2 separate regions of the Sus scrofa genome follow, and region 1 is linked to region 2. The links are chromatin contacts, called in public Hi-C maps. All regions are on one chromosome and are shown on one strand. Each heading gives the region's core, a stretch centred on a gene start, on an enhancer-like site or on the middle of the called end of the contact. The rest is flanking DNA. Distances are from core to core; before and after follow the strand shown. Region 1 overlaps LOC106509843 (a long non-coding RNA gene). Region 2 overlaps LOC106509841 (a long non-coding RNA gene).

Evidence for each region. A called contact is a pair of places that touch in the nucleus more often than the background predicts.
Region 1: a contact with region 2 is called in a Hi-C map of heart right ventricle, with 2.1 times the contacts expected there. The contact joins two enhancer-like sites. A contact is called at or near these places in 4 of 47 Hi-C or Micro-C datasets (embryonic fibroblasts, heart right ventricle and skeletal muscle) and 1 of 2 datasets of contacts at active chromatin or transcription factors (skeletal muscle).

The regions. Positions count from the first base shown.
Region 1 is chr3:97,501,520-97,505,040 of Sscrofa11.1, forward strand. All of the region lies in intron 3 of LOC106509843 (a long non-coding RNA gene), which reads right to left. Among named protein-coding and RNA genes, the nearest start is that of TRNAI-UAU, 64 kb to the right of the region's middle. Within about 2 kb of position 2,167, at least 20 of the 83 cell types and tissues checked have an H3K27ac peak or open chromatin away from gene starts, as enhancers often do. A contact at or near this core is called in skeletal muscle, where this site is marked.
Region 2 is chr3:97,257,315-97,260,941 of Sscrofa11.1, forward strand. All of the region lies in intron 2 of LOC106509841 (a long non-coding RNA gene), which reads left to right. Among named protein-coding and RNA genes, the nearest start is that of ZFP36L2, 59 kb to the left of the region's middle. Within about 2 kb of position 1,262, at least 26 of the 83 cell types and tissues checked have an H3K27ac peak or open chromatin away from gene starts, as enhancers often do. A contact at or near this core is called in skeletal muscle, where this site is marked.

The DNA.
Region 1 (3,521 bases), core at 917-3,416, 250 kb after region 2:
TTTATTTCAGCTTCTCAACCAATGTCATGTGAACTTTTAAGACTGTTGTCAGTTGGGTTAAATCCTTAACACGTTTCCTATATGAGCTGGAAGATGGAAAGAACTTTCCACAGACCAGCTTCTGGCTCTGTACCTTTCAAATCTTGTTTCTCTACCCCTTCCCACGGTTTCCCGTCCCGAGAGCCATAGGACGCATTCTCACTGCATCACCCCAGGTGAGTCAACACCACGGGAAGCAGGAGAATTCCTGGAATTCTCCTCCCCTAATAACGGTAACGGGACACCCAAGTGACCAAGAGCCACATTCACGAAATGCTATCTGTGCACACTGCAACCCACATCAATACTCGCCACTCACCCACGCTAAATGCATCCCCAACTCAAGTTTCCCTTGCTGGATCCCAAAAATGCTCACAGTTATTCCGAGCCCACCTGACAGGAGGGAAAATGTGAGAGGGGCAGTCAGGATGAAGAGAAACAGCAGCCTTCAATGATTGTGGTCAAAATAACGCACTTTTGCAAGCTTTTCCAAAAACATGAGACCGTGTGAAAGCACCACCAGGGCCCCTCCCAAAGCCTTGGAAGGACCCAAGCAAGCGAGGGGCCCAGTGGGGCTGTGCAAAGGCGGGCAGCCCTCGCAGATGAAAGAGGTGAGGAGAAGGGTAATTACCGAGGCGGGGGCCTCGGGCTGCGGCCGCTGGCACAATTATCTTAACAAGTTAAATTAGCCCCAGATAAACCTGTAACTAATAAACCTGGGCTGCCTGTGCCTGGAGCCTCCAGGAGGAAGGAGGACTTCAAAGCCCCAGGCCGGGTCAGCAGAGGTGATTGTCTGCCCCAGGTCCTAGGCCTGTCCCGGGCTTCGGGCCAGGGCAGGGCCCTAACTCCCCTCTCACACACCCAGCACCCGGCTCACACAGGAGCACCTACACAGACTCCAGGACCCTAACACGCCTCTGCTGCCCCTTCCCCAGAACATTCTTGTACTCAGCAGCTCATCCGACAGAACACACAGACTCCTAAGAGCCATTCCCAAGTCCAGGACAGGGGTCTCCTTCTCCCCTGCTTGGGGGGGGTGGGTGCGGTCACTGGCTGCCACCTTTTCTTTTAACATTACTGAGGACTAACTGACACATAAGTGTATGTATTTAAAGTGCATGATGTGGAGTTCCCGTCGTGGCGCAGTGGTTAACGAATCCGACTAGGAACCATGAGATTGCGGGTTCAGTCCCTGTCCTTGCTCAGTGGGTTAACGATCCGGCGTTGCCATGAGCTGTGGTGTAGGTTGCAGACGCGGCTCGGATCCTGCGTTGCTGTGGCTCTGGCGTAGGCCGGTGGCTACAGCTCCGATTCAACCCCTAGCCTGGGAACCTCCATATGCCGCGGGAGCGGCCCAAGAACCAAGAGATAGCAACAATAACAACAACAAAAAGACAAAAAAAAAATAAAAATAAAAAAATAAAGTGCATGATGTGATGATTTGATATACACATACATTGTGGAATAATCATTAACATCGAGGTTAATAACACATCCATCACCCCATCTATAACATAAGGTAACTCTTTCCTGTGTGTGGTGAGAATGCTTAAGATTTACTCTCTGCAACATTCAAGTCCCTATTTACTGTATGAACTATAGTCACCATGCTGTATATAGATCCTCAGGACTTACCTTTTTGCAGGGGACGCGAGGGGGGCACCTGTAGCATATGGAAGTTCCCAGACTAGGGGTCAGATCAGAGCTGCAGCCTTGATCTAAGCCGCATCTGTGACTGACACCACAGCTTGCAGCAATGCCAGATCCTTAACCACTGAGCGAGCCCAGGGATCGAACCCACATCTCCAGGGAGTCTTAACCCTCTGAGCCACAACGGGAACGCCAGAACTTCTCTTATACCTGAAAGTGTGTACTCATTGAAATTCCTCACCCCATTCCCCCCCCCCAATAGAATGGCAACCACCATTCTGTTCTTGCGTCTATGAAATCCTGCCTTTCCTCTTTACTGCTCATGCCAGAGCCAAGGTCCAAGGTTCTGCAGAACTGGAATGCACCCCGCCCCCCCGCCCTTCCTCTTCTTTCATTTCATGTATCTCTCCCACCCAAGGAGCCAGACAGCAGGACAAGATGCTGCCTCTGTGGTTCAGGGCAGAATTACATACCGAGCCCCAGCTCACGCTGGCCTCACATGACACAGGCTGGAGAGGGGTGATGTCACCTGCCAGCTCCCGCCTCCACCCCAGGACAAGTGGGAAATGATGGGGGTGATGGGCTCGGAACCTCCCAGGGCTTCAGGGTTGGCCAAAGTCCTGGCTTGCCTCACTCAGGCCCTGGAGCCCAGAGACTGGCCCCTTAGCCCTGGCTACCGAGTCCCAGGTTTTGCCAAGGAGCTTGGCTGAGCAGCAAAGGGTTTTCAAAGAAGACCAAGTTGGGAGTTAAGGCCCTGGGTTCAAATTCCAGGTCTCAGGAGTTTGAGGAGAGATAATGGCCACTAGGATCTTTGGGTGAGTGGGTGAGGGGTTCCTCATCCTGAGTAGCAAGAGCCACAGGCAGGCGGATCAGCCAGAACTAGCTGGTAGTGGGCCAGGTCTTTGAGGCTCTTCCGCTCAGGAAAACCCTGTTCTCCGTCCTGAGCCAGAGGGGGAAGGAAAACAGGAAACACATGTTCTATAGAGAAGGCTGAGCACCCAGCCCTGAGAAGTCCCCAGGGAGGACCTGCCCCCCTGGACGAGAGTTTCCCAGCCCAACCTGGGAACCCAGCCCTGACCAGCCTCAAGGGAGAAGCACGCTCATCAAGCTTATACAAAGAGCCAAGAGCTGTGAGGCCAACATCTGTGTTCTCCTCCCAAACTCCTGTGCAGCCTTGGGCCAGGAGCTTGGCCACTCTGGTCCTTTCCTTCTTTCCCTATCAAATGGAGTTGACAGTCCCTGCCTCTCTCTTTGCCTTGCTTGCCTCATTGGCTTTGGAAATGACAAAGTACCACACACGCAAGAACACTTTTGGGAATCTCAGAGGGCTTTCTTTTTCTTTTTTTCTTTTTTTTTTTTTTTTTTTGTCTTTTTGCCATTTCTAGGGCCGGACCTGCGGCATATGTAGGTTCCCAGGCTAGGGGTCGAATCGGAGCTGCAGCCATCGGCCTATGCCAGAGCCACAGCAATGCGGGATCCGAGCCGCATCTGCAACCTACACCACAGCTCAGGGCAACGCCGGATCATTAACCCACTGAGCAAGGGCAGGGACAAACCCGCAACCTCATGGTTCCTACTCGGATTCGTTAACCACTACGCCACGACGGGAACTCCTCAGAGGGCTTTCTTCCTTCATGCCTCAGCCACCAGGAAGCCTTCCCTGATTGCCCTCAAAGGGAAGGGCTGACTTGCTCATGTGATCCCTTCTAGCCTTCACCCTTGACCCCTCTTTAGGGGCCTGACACAGACTCTGCATCAGAGAAAAGTCCTGATGTCTGGTCATCTTGTCCACATAATCATGAGCAACTTGCAGCCCAGCCAGCCTTGTTTCA
Region 2 (3,627 bases), core at 12-2,511:
TGAGGTTCAAGACACAAAAGAGCTACCTCCAGGGTCCTGGATCCTGTTCCAGGTGGGTCTAGGCATGGGGGTGGGGTGGTCACCCAGCCTTAGGTACCAAGTCTCAGTGGGAAGGTGGGTATTCTAGGGCAAGTCAAAGATTCCCATTTTACAGGTGAGGCAGTTGAGGTCTGATGCACAGCGACACGCCCAGTGGCAGAGCTGGGAGTAGGACCCTGGGCCTCTCTGGCAGCACCAGACCCAGGGGGTCCAGGTGGGAACGTCAGGTGTCAGGAAAGGTTTGGGTCACTCCTCAGAGAAAACATCTCCCCCAGGACAGAGGGAGCTGGGAGGGACCTGAGGGCCTGGCCTTGAGGTTAATACCAGGAAGACACCAAGAAGCCATTTCTCTCACATGGCTGTGGGCCACATGTAGGTCCCTTCCCACAGCCTTCTTACCCTGTCCTTGTGGGTACACACCCTGCCCACCTGTAGTGGGGAGGCTGGCTGTAAGGGGGCAGGGCTGGGGCAGAGATGGCCAGATTAATATTCTACCTCTTGGGCTGATAAGGCCCAGGAACTTTGTCCTGGCAGACAGGCTGGAGGAGCAGGGGCTGTAGCCCCTGGTAGGGGGTTCTGGCAGGTTCCGGTGCCTGGGGCATCACTGTGGGGTGCCCGAGACTGGGGGTCAGGACTGGCATCACGTCCTCTCCCAGCTGTGGGGAGGGCTCTGCACTCCCGTCTCGGTGGACATGGTGGGGATCAAACCAAAGACTCCATGAGTTCCCGTTGTTGTGCAGCAGAAATGAAACCAACTAGGAACCATGAGGTGGTAGGTTCGATCCCTGGCCTCGCTCAGTGGGTTAAGGATCCGGCGTTGCTGTGAGCTGTGGTGTGGGTCACAGATGAGGCTTAGATCCTTCGTTGCTGTGGCTGTGGCATAGGCTGGCAGCTACAACTCTGATTCGATCCCTAGCTTGGGAACCTCCATGTGCCGTGGCTGCGGCCCTAAAAAGCAAAACAAACAAACAACCCCCCCCAAAGACTCCACAGGGCATCTCTCGGACAGGTCCGGCTGCTATCTTGAGGAAAGAGGGCTGTTATTCACAGCGGTTATAAATGCTTCGTGGAATCAGAGTGAAGTTGCTTTGAGCTTGAGCCAGAATGCTCCAATCAACCTTTGGCTCTGATAAAGATAAGAGGACCCAAGGTGATAACACACAAACCAGAAACTGTCAACAGGTGCTAATTAGGGCACTGGGTGCTGAGCCGCACCCACTACACCTGACGGAGGGGAGCGGACTCAGGTGGGGAGCCAGGGCCTGATCTGGGTGGGGGAAGATAAAGGCTCACTGCTGTACTTTCGTCTTAATGGCCTTTTTGTCACCTCCTCCATCCAAGGACTTCCCCACGCCCCTCCCCACCCCCATTCCTGCCTACCTGGCATTACATAACGTAAGACGAAAGAACAAAATACATTTGAACGTTGTGTAATAAAACATGATGGGCGTGATGTAACGCGGCGGACAGCGTCCCGAATTGGGAGCCAAGAGTCCCGGACTGTCGTCTTGCTCTGCACGACCTTGAGCCCGTCGTTACGCTGCGAACTCCAGCCACCCCACCCCCCCAACTGCCACAAAATGGGGGGTGTTGATGGGGCAGTTGTAGAGTAATCCCCCCTTGGGGTCCCTGCCAGGTCTAAAGTTCAGGCTTCTCTGCCGCAAAACCCTGCAGTCTGTGAAGCGCACGAAACATGTCGCTGGTGCCATCCCGCCACGCTGGGGTGTGTGTGACACTTGACAGAGGCACAAGTCTATCTGCGGGAGGGGGAGCCGACAGAGGGCTCGGAGGTGAGGACAGGTCTCAGAGCTCCTGGAATCCCTCTCTCTGTCTGAGCCAGAGGTCACCGAGCCTGCTGCCTGCTCTTGGGGCACTCAGGCTATTTTTAACTCGGTGCCCCTTAAATAAACATGGCATCGGGCTGATGGCTGAGTCCCCTCCCCCCCAAGTGGACGCACAAACTGAAGTGGCCACCGAGAAGTGACCCAGGGTGCTGAGCCAGGGCTCCCTGTCTTCAGGTGCACGCTGGGCCCACTCAAGCCAGAGGAGCTCCTGGGGGGACCAGCACCACCCCTGTCGCATGTTCAGCCCGGCACAGATTCTACCTCCCATCAGCAAGGCCCATCCTGAGAGCAGGGCAGGGGCTTGCCACTCTCTTCCTGGGAAAAGAGCTGGACAGGGAGAAATGCAGGGATGGGGTGCAGGGGGGAGACGTGGCCGGAAAGTGGGACGAGGGCCCAGACCGGCCTTCCTCTGGTCAGCTTCCCCAGGCAGCAAAGGGTTACCTGCACGGCCAGCTTGCCGGGCTCAGAGCTGGGCAGTGACTCAGACCTGGGCCCGCCCACCTGCTCTCACGGGGCCAGTGACACAGGAGAAGGGCACACATCAGTGCTCCGGGGCTGAAGTAACAAGCTCAACAGAACTCACTCCAGGGGGCAGGGGCTCTAGGCTAGAGGTCTGCTCGTCCTGTCCCCGGGGGAGGGGGGCACTGGCCAGGGCGAGGGCAGGGGCGCTCAGGAACGGGGGAGTCCCAGGAAGGTGGTACCCAAGTGAATGTTGAAATATGGATAGAAACGCATCCCTCTGTCCCTCTGTATGTAGCCTTGCTCAGCTGCAGTTTCCTCACCTGAACAAGGCTGGCTAGTAGTGCTCAGATGCTGAGAGCTGACTCAGGGAGGTGGGAGGGAGGGTGTTTTTCAGGCAGAGCCAATGGGGTATACATGGGGGTAAAGACAGAAGAAAATGAAACACCCCAAACCTAAGCCCTCAGACTGATCCTGGAAAGCGGCGTGGAGCCCAGCTTGTGCCTCTGTGTGCTGGGACGGGAACTGGCTTCGGGAAGATGCGGGGCTGGCCACGCAGCCACTGCCAAGTCCAGCCAGGGAGGGGGCCCATTAGGGCAGAACCAGGAGCAGAAATCCCCAGGGCTTGACCATGGCTTCCCAAGATTGAGTCAGGGGTCAAGGTTTTGCATATGGAGGTTCCCAGGCTAGGGTTCGAATTGGAGCTGTAGCTGCCAGCCTACACCACAGCCACAGCAATGCAAGATCTGAGCCACGTCTGCAACCTACACCACCGCTCACAGCAACACCGGATCCTTAACCCACTGAGTGAGGCCAGGGATTCAACCCGCTTCCTCGTGGATCCTAGTCGGATTCGTTTACCACTGAGCCACAACGGGAACTCTTTGGCTACTTTTATTGTGAGGCTAGTGTAGTGGGGGGAGGCTTTGAAGTGCTGCAGAGGAGGAGTCTAGGGGTATGTGTTTGTGTGCAAGAGAGAGAGGACTGTAGTGCTGAGGCATATTCGAAGGATCGAGTCCCCTCAGCAGCCAGTATCTGTGCCTGTTCTAGGGAGGGAGCCAGAGGCACAGACCCCTTTCCCAGGCCTCTGGTCCTGCTCTCTGGTACCAGGAGGTGTTGGGGCCTCTGCAGGAGAGGCCAGGAGGCCACACCCCACAAGACTGTTCTGGTTCAGCCTGGCACCTGCACTATTTCATCTCTAGTAAGAGTGTGGCTGAATGTGAATGGGGGTGCGTGTGTGTGTGTGTGTGTGTGTGTACGCACATGTGGCATTTCGAGATCAAAG